Linked DNA regions of Mus musculus: all the other regions are linked to region 2. A link is a contact called in public Hi-C and HiCAR-type data. All regions are on one chromosome and are shown on one strand. The core of a region is the stretch at or near the end of the contact, and the rest is flanking DNA. Distances in the headings are between cores, read along the strand shown.

What was found. A called contact is a pair of places that touch in the nucleus more often than the background predicts. HiCAR-type assays count read pairs that join an accessible place to other places.
Region 1: a HiCAR-type map of astrocytes shows a contact between it and region 2, with 2.6 times the contacts expected there. The contact joins the enhancer-like site here to the promoter of Sfmbt2 in region 2. A contact is called at or near these places in 4 of 39 promoter capture datasets (the HPC-7 cell line, hippocampal neurons and liver), 10 of 115 datasets of contacts at active chromatin or transcription factors (astrocytes, craniofacial prominence, embryonic basal ganglia and 7 more) and 3 of 9 other capture datasets (adipose tissue, liver and pancreatic islet).
Region 3: a Hi-C map of muscle stem cells shows a contact between it and region 2, with 3 times the contacts expected there. The contact joins the enhancer-like site here to the promoter of Sfmbt2 in region 2. A contact is called at or near these places in 9 of 39 promoter capture datasets (the 3T3-L1 cell line, the HPC-7 cell line, cranial neural crest and 5 more), 14 of 484 Hi-C or Micro-C datasets (the N1E-115 cell line, cerebellar granule neurons, cerebellum and 7 more), 8 of 115 datasets of contacts at active chromatin or transcription factors (astrocytes, bone marrow-derived macrophages, embryonic basal ganglia and 5 more) and 1 of 9 other capture datasets (macrophages).

Annotation. Positions count from the first base shown.
Region 1 is chr2:10,734,672-10,738,242 of GRCm38.p6, reverse strand. No RefSeq gene overlaps it. Among named protein-coding and RNA genes, the nearest start is that of Gm31729, 89 kb to the left of the region's middle. Within about 2 kb of position 1,327, at least 56 of the 459 cell types and tissues checked have an H3K27ac peak or open chromatin away from gene starts, as enhancers often do. A contact at or near this core is called in astrocytes, craniofacial prominence, embryonic basal ganglia and 2 more, where this site is marked.
Region 2 is chr2:10,368,469-10,371,984 of GRCm38.p6, reverse strand. Sfmbt2 (Scm-like with four mbt domains 2) reads right to left here and starts at 1,534. Exons shown (of 23, transcript NM_001198808.1): 1 at 1,433-1,534.
Region 3 is chr2:10,787,206-10,790,450 of GRCm38.p6, reverse strand. No RefSeq gene overlaps it. Among named protein-coding and RNA genes, the nearest start is that of Gm31729, 37 kb to the left of the region's middle. Within about 2 kb of position 1,765, at least 50 of the 459 cell types and tissues checked have an H3K27ac peak or open chromatin away from gene starts, as enhancers often do. A contact at or near this core is called in cortical neurons and muscle stem cells, where this site is marked.

The sequences.
Region 1 (3,571 bases), core at 78-2,577, 370 kb before region 2:
GTTTTCTTTGGTTGGTGGTTTAGTCCCAGGGAGCTCTGGAGGTACTGGTTAGTTCATATTGTTGTTCCTCCTATGGGGATGCAAACCCCTTCAGCTCCTTGGGTAATTTCTCTAGCTCCTTCATTGGGGATCCTGTGCTCCGTCTAATGGATGGCTGTGAGCATCCACTTCTGTATTTGTCAGGCACTGGCAGAGCCTCTTAGCTCTATCAGGCTCCTGTCAGCTAGCACTTGTTGGCATCCACAATAGTATCTGGTGGTTGTTTATGGGCTGAATCCCCAAGTGGGGCAGTCTCTGGAAGGTCCTTCCTTCAGTCTCTGCTCCACCCTTTGTCTCTGTAACTGCTTCCATGGGTATTTTGTTCCCCCTTTCAAGAAGGACCGAAGTATCCACACTTTGGTCTTCTTGTTTCACATGTTTTACAAATTGTATCTTGGGTATTTCGAGCTTCTGGGCTAATATCCACTTGGTGAGGTCTCTAATTCTTCACTGAAAATAAAAACGAGTTGAATGCACATGCTCTAAAGTCGGATCTGGGGGTTTATTTCTCCCACGATCTCTTTTCCTGAGCTGTACCACTGTCGTGTACTTACGGTTTAAAAAGGGGGGCAGGGGAAGCGAGCGAGTCAGCAGCCTATTGGACACATTGTAGAGGGAGTGGCAAGGGTTGTTCAATGACACGCTTTGCATGTGTCTCTCGAGAGCTTCATTCTGGTAGGTTCTGGCCTCTTTTCTAGCTTTTTGAATGGAGTTGGCTCTTGCTCACAAATTTGCCTTTGTTTCTTAGTGAATAAACACTTTTCAGCCTGCAGTCTATGTCGGAAACTAAAACAACTTCAGACCCAGGATAGATTGGTTGAGTGCAGTGTTTACATAATCTCCACCCGCCCACCCCAGCGCAGACCCTGCCTTTCCTTTAATAATGAACCATTGAAAATGCCTCATGGATTACTAGCTCCAAGCGGTCTTAGGCTATCCAATAAAGAAACCAATTGTTTTAAAGATTCCCTTCTCCACATTAATCTGAACCGGCATTCTAGGAAGAAACCCTTTTGTGTGTGTTTTCATTTAAATATTCATTTTCCTTCTCTGGTATGACTTCTGCCAATCCCGTTGTGTAAATCCTGCCTCAATATGCCCTTTGCTTTCGAAGCACCAGGCATACAGCTGTTAGTTTTAACGTCTGTTTGTAAAAGTCAGCCCTAAAATTTTAAATACAATGGAATCCTTCCACATGGTGAGATTGCAGTTGTAAAGTGGCCCCTTTATAAATGCCAGGGAAAGAATAGAATCTTCGCTTCTTTTCTGAGGCTACCGCAGCCTGGCAGCTGCTGCCTTGGTTACAGCCATGCGACTTCTCAACAAGCTCTTAATTTGAATGGCCTGTTTGTGTTCTGCTTCCAGGAGGCAAGCCTAGGTATGATGTCCTCTAACCACAGGAGAGCTGGGCTTGATGAATGACTTTACTCGCACAAAATAGGCTTTATGTGCCCACTTAAGCACACAGGACAAACGATAAGGGATCTTGTTGGTGTGAAATAAATTGGATTCAGGATACTCCCACCACCTCCAGCAGAGACCGATTAGCCAATTCCAGAGATGGATGCCTCCAAGGTCACTTATCACACATCTAGCTTGTATTTCATTTACAAAACTTTACGTATTCGTCTTGAATGCATTTCTAAAAACATCCAAAAGCTGAGTTCAAAGAAGTTTAATTCTTAAAAAAAAAAAAAACCTAAGTATTGTTTAAGATTCTTAATTATATCCTGCCACTTAGAAATATCTCTCATCAGCATTTCTGTAGAATTTTGGTTTTTGTTGTTTTTTTAATGTCAGCAACATTAAAATAAATAATTGAATAAACATTTTTAATTTCAATAAGAATCTTTTTGTGTATTGTGATTAGACACTCAAGGCCCACTATGAGGTTTATAACTATAAAGTATTTAAGGAGGTAAAATCACCTACTCCTACCAAGGAGTTAGCAATTCCATTTTGGGGTTTTTTAATTCATTCATATATAAGGACTATTTCAAAAAAATCCGTGAAATGTTTCTAATTTGTGACATGAACTTGATAGTATAGACAAATGATATGATTTCCACAATTAAGTTTATGAGTCTCAATGACACAAGAAGGTCAACAAATACTGTGTGGAATGAAAGTTGCACAAAAGCTAAATTACAGGAGTCTAAGAGTCTCTGCATTCCCTGATAAGAAAGGAATATTCTAGAGGAGTGGAAGCAGATCTGACAGTCAACCAAAGGGTTGGGAGCCATTGTGTGTATGTGCATGTGTGTGTGTGTGCATGTGCATTTGTGTTTGTATGTGTCTGTGTGTACACGTATGTATCTGTGTCCATGTGCATATGTGCACATGCATGTGTCTGTGTGCATGTGCATATGTGTATGTCTGTGTGCACATGCATGTGTGTGTATCTGTGTGTCTATGTGTATGTGCATACGGTAGCTGGAGATCAACTTCAGATGTTGTTTCTTGGGAGCCATTCATCCTGTTTTTGAGACAGGATCTCTCATTCACCTACAGCGCTTGCCATGTAGGCAAGACTGGCTTGCCTGAATGTTGCAGCTGGATATCCACCGTTCTCTGCCTCTGATCCGGAGTGTTGGGATTGCAAGTGCACAGTGTCACTCCCAGCATTTTTATGTGGATTCTGGGGATCAGAATCAGGTCCTTGTTCTTGCACCACACGCACTGTGCCCTCTGAATTATTTCCCCACCTCCATTGTTGCTCCTGACTACTGAAGTCAAGGCTGGATAGAACACATCTTGGCACACTATGATCATTTTATTTCCAGATAGGATTTCCAAAAGGGAAGAGTGAAGAAGAACTGTATGCCTAGAACTCAACAAACATTTGATAAAACCTGTTCTGAGATCTCTTTGGGCAAGGGGAAAGAATATGTAGTAGCAATAACATGTCTCATGATGTCTCTGCTGACCAAGTGCCTTTCCAAAAGGTATTGACTAAGAGACCATAACTTTAGTCCCCTGTAAAGGTTAATAACAATGATAAGTCATTCAGCTTGACCCTTAGTCTTCTGGTCATTTCAATGCTTGTCAAGAAAACAGAGAACACATAATAATCAAATTTGTGATGAGATAAAAAGCTAAAAAGGATAACTAACATATTTCATGTGACAATCAACATCTGAAAGCCAACTATCCTGTTTTTAGGCACTCAAAAATATAGACATTTAATAAATTGATGAATGAGACAGGCCAGAACTAGAGATTGAAATGAAGCTCAATTGGTGTAAATAAAATGCCAAGAACATGACCTAATGGCTATCTTACTGGCTGTAAAAAACTATACAATGGTTTTGATAATAAAATCAATACAAGTCAAAAGTCCACTAATACCCTTCAGAAGTTTAGCAAGTGATGCTTAAGTTATAGACATAGCATGCTGTGTCCAGCATGACTAAAAAGTAAAAAACAACAAATAAACTTCATTTAATATGAGCAGAGTCCTTTCTGTAGTGTTATAATCAGTTCTGAAAATTATATTTTAAGAGGAGCCTTGAAAAATAAACATATCAACCTC
Region 2 (3,516 bases), core at 285-2,784:
CGTCCAAGAGTTTTTGAAGTGAGGAGAATGGGGGACCCTAAAAACAAAATCGAAGGTCCCGTCTGGTCTACCCCACCCTGTACTTTAATTGTGCTTTTATATGAAGACTCTCAAAAAAAAAAAAATCTGTTCTTGGGGGAGAGAAGAAGAGGTTTTCTTTGGGCCCGTACCACACCCAAAAATGCTGGGAGTTAAGTTTGGACTGCCGGGGATCTACCAGCTGCAATCTACAGGAATGCGAGTGACGAAGCTCGCTGGGCTTCTGGTGGGACACCTGGCCAGGACAGGTTCCCGTAGGGTGGGGTTTCCCTGGCCCATATCAAGAAAAACCAGGTCCTTCATGATCTATAGGAATGGAGCGGAAGATCCGCCCAATCTGATCTGCGGGGTCTACCCGCACTTTTTCACGGGCGTGGCGCAAGGGCTAATGAGCTTCCCGGGCCTTGGGCGCAATGGTGGTACGGAACACAAACGAAATGTCCCCTATACAGAAAAGCTGGAGATGCCCAGGTAGACAAAACTCACCGTTTATGAAGCTGGGAAGCAGTAGAGCGAATATAGAGCTGGTTCTATCGACTAGGAAACAGAAGACACAATTGCTCAAGGTCTTTGCCTTTACAACCCCGACTTCAAAAAAAAAAAAAAATCTTCCACTCCGTAGTCTTCTATTGCCCACCTATCCCTTACACCACTCTCCGAAAAAACAACTACATACTGAGATTTTTAGTCACCCTCCCTGATCCTAACATCCCAGCGAAATTCCCACACGTGGTTCCCTAGGGAGTGGTGAGGGCTAGGAACCGCCAATAGAGTGACGGGGCCAGAGGCTAACTTTGCGCGGGAGACATCACCAACTATGAGGCTTTAGGTCATCTGGAAGAATCTAGAAGGGAGAAGCGCAGAAATGGCTCTCGCCATTATTGGGCCTCAGGGGTGGGGGGTGGGAGGGAATGGTGGGCGAAAGTCAGAGATTCGGAAAGCGTGGTGGAAGTTACAAAAGACTGAGCCCTGCCAGTCTGAGAATATTTCCTTCACATTTTAGAGAATTCTTTAGCTCTAAAGCGTCTCGCCTTGCCCATACACCTCCGTTTAGTACAGAGCCATCTAAGACCCTGAAGGCCCCAGTCATTCGCTTATCAGTATTCTCTGAGGTTCACACTTTTATCACCCGCCGGAGTTTGCCACTCCCGAAGCTAGCTTCCCGGTGTCCAACTCTTAGGAACACCAATGTATTTTTTGAGCTCATCATCCTTAAGGTCGGAGACTCCTGACGGCAGAAACTTCTCAAAAATAAATTAATCCCGTCCCTGAACATTATTCATCCCATCTACACCCGCAACTGCTTCTTTTATTAACCCAAGGTGGTCTCAGGTGAAGAATCCGAGGATTCCAGAGTGTATGTCCAGGTTTAGGTCTCAAAGTCCCAACTTACCTCTTCTCACTCCTTCAACTCGCAGCTGATCCTTCAGAAAGAGGTGGGAAAGAGGCTCAAAGTCACCTTTAGAGGCTTAGACCCACAAGACCCAACCTGCGCTTCCGTCCAGGGGAGTGGTCAGGGTCCTGTCCTTCCCCCTTCCCTCCCTCCTCCCCCCAATAACCAAGCGCAAAGCACTCTTAGACCGGAATAGCTCTCAACTCACACTAGGTTGTCCAACCCAACTCTCCAAAGCCTCAGGTTGTGGTTGCGTTGGACGCCTTAGGCAGCAGAACTCCTTTGTGCGTCCTAGACCGCCCACCTAGCTCCCAGCTTCCCTACCAGGACTTCCGGGCAGCTCCCCTTTGGAAGGAAATAGAATTTTATCAGTCCACCAGCCACGAGGCTTGAGTTGTAACCTACCAACGCGGTAAGGGTTGCGGGTCTATTTCCTGGTTTAAAGTTACGATTGCCCACTGAACGTTGTTCCATCAAAATTTTTAAACACACACCTGATTATCTTACCTGATTCGACAAAGTAATTAAGCAATCTCTATATGGTTGATATTCAGACCCACATTATGTAATTCTGCCCAAGGATCTATAGCAAATGGCGCGGAGTTCCACCCACCCATTCATTCATTCATTCATTTGTGTATTTATCTATCTACCTGTCATGATTAAGAAATAAAAAACATTGCGCTGTCACTGCACGTAGTGGCCGCACTGTTTACACAAATTACTCCAATGATGTCTACAGCAAACGGTCTCCAAGTTCAATATCCTTTACTTTTAATTCACTCTTGGCACATGGCTTTTCTTATGTCCTTTGGCTTTTCTTTGTGATCGTTGCTCCTGCTGCTGTTGTTGTTTTGTTTTTTGTTTCTTTTTAACCCACCTCCCACTTTTATCCCAGGGCACCCAAAAGGCAATGAAAAGTGGCTAGCAGGTTCCCTCCGAAGTTAAAGGTACTCCTTCGTCCCGTTCCAATGCCGTCTAATTTCCACTTTCATTTCACAACCAGACCCTTTAGGGATGTGTGACTCCAAATGCGGGACCCACTCCAAATCAATAAAACAGTAACCACTGCCAAGAAATAAAGAAGTAGAGAAAGCAGAGACTGCCTTTCCAAAGACAAAATGCACTCCAACTCAGGAGAAGTCATGTTCAGTCTCACGATTAATAGTACTAAGTGATTCACTAAAAAATAATTAACACTTTCTGAAAAATCTCCCTTCAAATAAGTCTCTGATAGCACTGACTATATATGCTCTTGCATTCCTAAATTCTGGCTAAGCCATTCATTTCACCACTGTGTTAAAAAGTAATTAAATTAGTTTTGTTAACTGTAAGATATGTATATGCTCTTCCATTTCTCTAATGTCACAGAAAAAAATTAGAAAAGTTCACAGAGGAAAAGTTTCTCCTTTATATTCTGTAAATTCCTAAGAATCATGTCATGAGAACTTACAAGGTTAAAAAAAAAAACTGTGTGTTTATATTTATATTAGAGGCATGTAGTGGTTTAAATCTTGTTGCGTTATAAGTAATAAATAAGTGTTGTGTATTTGTTGAGCCGCATGTAGTCATTTTTTTTTACATGCTCATTTCCTTCAAAAGCAAGGAAGAATCCACTTTCCACAGACTCTTTGTATCTAAATATTTCTTAAAGATGCAGGTCATGGAAGCTTACATACAAGCAGGAGAGCTAACAGCCAAAACCAATATTTGACAAATGTGTGCAATCTTCTCTTTCCAAGGACCTTTACCCCAAAACTTGTTTCCTCTTAGACCACATAAGAGAACACTCTATTAGCCTTCTAACTCACCAAGTCTACATTCTCTCCTCTTCTCTCTCTCTCTCTCTCTCTCTCTCTCTCTCTCTCTCTCTCTCTCTCTCTCTCTCTCTCTCTTTCTCTCTCTCTCTCTCTCTCTCCTTTTTCAGTCCTTTGTCAACATTACAGTTCTTGGCCAAAGTACTAGGAATCAAGAGACCTTGGTCCCTGCTTTATCATTACTTATCTGTGTTACCTCTGGGAGTCCAGCGGCTTCTCTCTCTAACTGCGTTTCCCCCTGTAGTTAAAATAAACACACCGGGTTAG
Region 3 (3,245 bases), core at 516-3,015, 420 kb before region 2:
TTAAATGTTTACATTCACACCTGATAGGCAGTTTAGTGGGTATAGACTATAAAGTAGGAAGTTATTTTTCCCCTGAAATCTGAGTGCTGTGTTAAATCCTTGTTGCCAGTCTCTTAGCTGGTGGAGTGCAGTTCTGTTTGGTAGAGTTCTAGAAAATGTGACCATAAATGGGACTTGAGGATACTAAAGTCATCATTCAGGATCTAGATGTTTTTTTAAATAAAAGTCTTGTCTCAATACAATCAATTTACCTGGTATCTCCAAGTTCTAGAAGTCTCTCTAGGTCTGAGTCCCCCAATATATTGCAAATATTCTATCAGACTTGGGGAGGAGCAATCTTTGAACTAAGAATCATACAAACAAGTGTATGGACTATCTAATGGCTTCTTACTCTGAATTGCAATTATAATAATAGTTATAATTAAATCCTTTATTTTAGGCCTGTAATTTCAGACATGCCTAGTATTTCCAGTCCCTGTGTTTCTGTGGTTCAATGATACATACCAAATATATACATTTTGTCTGCTGTGTATTTAAGTTTAAGCTTTTTATATTTTCTTTTGCTCAGTCAGTTATCTTCCCCAACTATTCTCAAAGTTCTGTTGCTATGGAGTTCTTCTTCTACTTAATTTATCTTTTGTATTTGTGTATATGCATCATTTTATAACATGCAGAGAAGTCTGGGGAAGGACCAGAGATAAACTTGTTTGTTACTTCTGCCCTATTTCTGTTTTACACTAAATCTTCCTAAATGCTTCAACAGATATACGACTTAGTTTTAGGCCTCCTAAATCTCACCAGTTTAAAAAAAAAAAAGACATGGATTTTTTTTTCAGAGTGTGTATTGGTGGGGGCTGGGGGCACTTCTGTGTAGTGCTCCTGTGTGGAGATCAGAGGACAACATGCAGAAGGCAGTTTTTGCTTTCTATCCTGTGGGTCACCAGGTCAAACTCAGCTTGGCAGGCTTGGTGGAAAGCTTCTTTGCCTGCTGAGCCATCTCATCTATACATATATTATTTTAATACTATCACAACTAATATTCATACATATATACATATGTATATATACATACACATAACATATATATATATATATATATATATATATATATATATATATATATATATGCATGCTAAACCATGGTAAGTTGGAGACTGTCGACATATTAGGACCCTCAGTGAACTTGTAAATGACCTCAGTCATTGCATTTAACTTAAATCAATGTGTTTTCAGATTAATAATTTCTTCAAATGCACGTTCGGGATTTGGGGCATCTTGCTTGAGATAGATACATGAATAAAACAATTATTTGCTTTTTCCATCTGTGAGATACTCAAACAACTGATTGAGGTTCATATTTAGTTTGGAATCATCTATATATGGAGCTCCTATTTTACACATCTTTGACAGTAAGCCTTGGGGATTCCTAGACTGCTTTTATAATCTAAACGTCTTAGAGGAGCAGGGATTTTATAACATGACACTTGATGTGATTATCATGATTAAACTTCTGATTCTATGGAATCCCACTAAAAAGTTCAATATTTATCCTGTCTTACTGACACCCTTGTCAGATTTGATAGGATTTTGAGTCAAAACATTATGTCTCTAATTATACTGCAAATGGCCTGAGATATGAGAGCCAGCTTGTTTCCTCTCTCTCTACCCCATTCTGCAACAAAAGGGGCCTCCGCCAGAACAGAGCTGGCAGCCTGGGGGATGACTCATGAGGGAGAGCAGGATTCAGCTTGGCTCTTCAGAAGGCTGCACAGAGCCAAAAGGACCAACATGTGTTTGTTTCTACAAATCAAGCTGCTTTCTCAATGTGACACATAGGGAACAGCTACAGGAGGAGGAGAGTCTGTGGTTTCTGTGCCCCTGGCCTGTTTTGTGGGGAGATGCATGCTATCCTTGTTCAGCAGGAATGCACACAACAGCCTGAAAGTGCCCCACACGGCATACAGCTAGGACTGGCTTCATTGCCCAGGGATTCTGTACCAAGAATTCAAAGTGGTCCCTTCCCACCCCCCAGAAAAAAATCCCAAACCCTTTAGGATGATTTTGTGACATAACAGATCTCTTGCCATAAAAATCTGGCTTTTACAAACAGGGCCTCAACGGAATAGCACTTGTTGGACTCCTCTGGTATCTAAAAATGTTCCTTGCTACCCTGACACACAGAAAATTTTAAATCTGTCAAGTGATTGAAGAGATAGCTCAGCAGTTAAGGCTGCATACTGCTCTTGCAGAGGAGCAGAATTCAATTTCCAGCACTCTCTTTGGGTGGCTCACAATCGTCTGTGACTCTGGCTCTGTAGAATCCAAATGCATGCACTAGTATCCACCCTGCACATGCATGTAAATAAAACTTGAAAATAAGGTTGTTTTTTTTTTTAAATGCTGCTTAGTTACATAAAAATATCCCACACAGCAGAGCTACTTGGAGTTGGGCAAGCATTTGTGGTTCCTGCTCCCTTGCACCCTGAATATTGTTGAAACCTCCCAGTGCTGCTAATTTGGTAGCATGTGCCAGGCTGTAGTGGTGCTCAGCTTATTCCCCACCCTCCCGATAATTGTGATTTCCTTGTGGTACGTCATGTTTTAAAGTTCTATTGGCCAGTGCTAACTACATCACACTTCATAATCATAAGCACCTTCGAACTGTCACTTTTGTAGATCAAAAATTGTCCCGAGGAAACGAAACTGCAGTGTAGCTTTAGGTGACAAGCTTCAGGACAGCTATGTATGGAAAGTGCCTCAGTCACCACTATCCCTTTACGTCAACCACAGTAGGGTCTGTCTATAGCCATATGTCAATCACAGGGTCTGCCACAGAGTTGATCCTAATAGATGTTTGCTCAACTAAATGTTTTCAGTTCTAATTATCTTTAATAATGTACTTTATGAGCTATAGATAATAAGGTATTTATTGTGACATTTTGTACACACCTATAAAACATTATGATTCTATTCATTCTTTATTACCGTCTCCCATAACCCTACACACACACACACACACACACACACACACACACACACACACTGATCCCTTCCTCTTCCTACCTGCAACAATTTATTCATTGCCTGATCAGGATTACATATGACTTTAGCCATGATGGTTACAGAAATACTGAAAAGCTTCTCACATCCCAGCACCTCTCTCCTCACCACTTTGACTTCTCACTCACAGCACTTCAAAACGTTCTCAAAATCCATCAGGGTACCCTAACTCTTAACTTTAACAT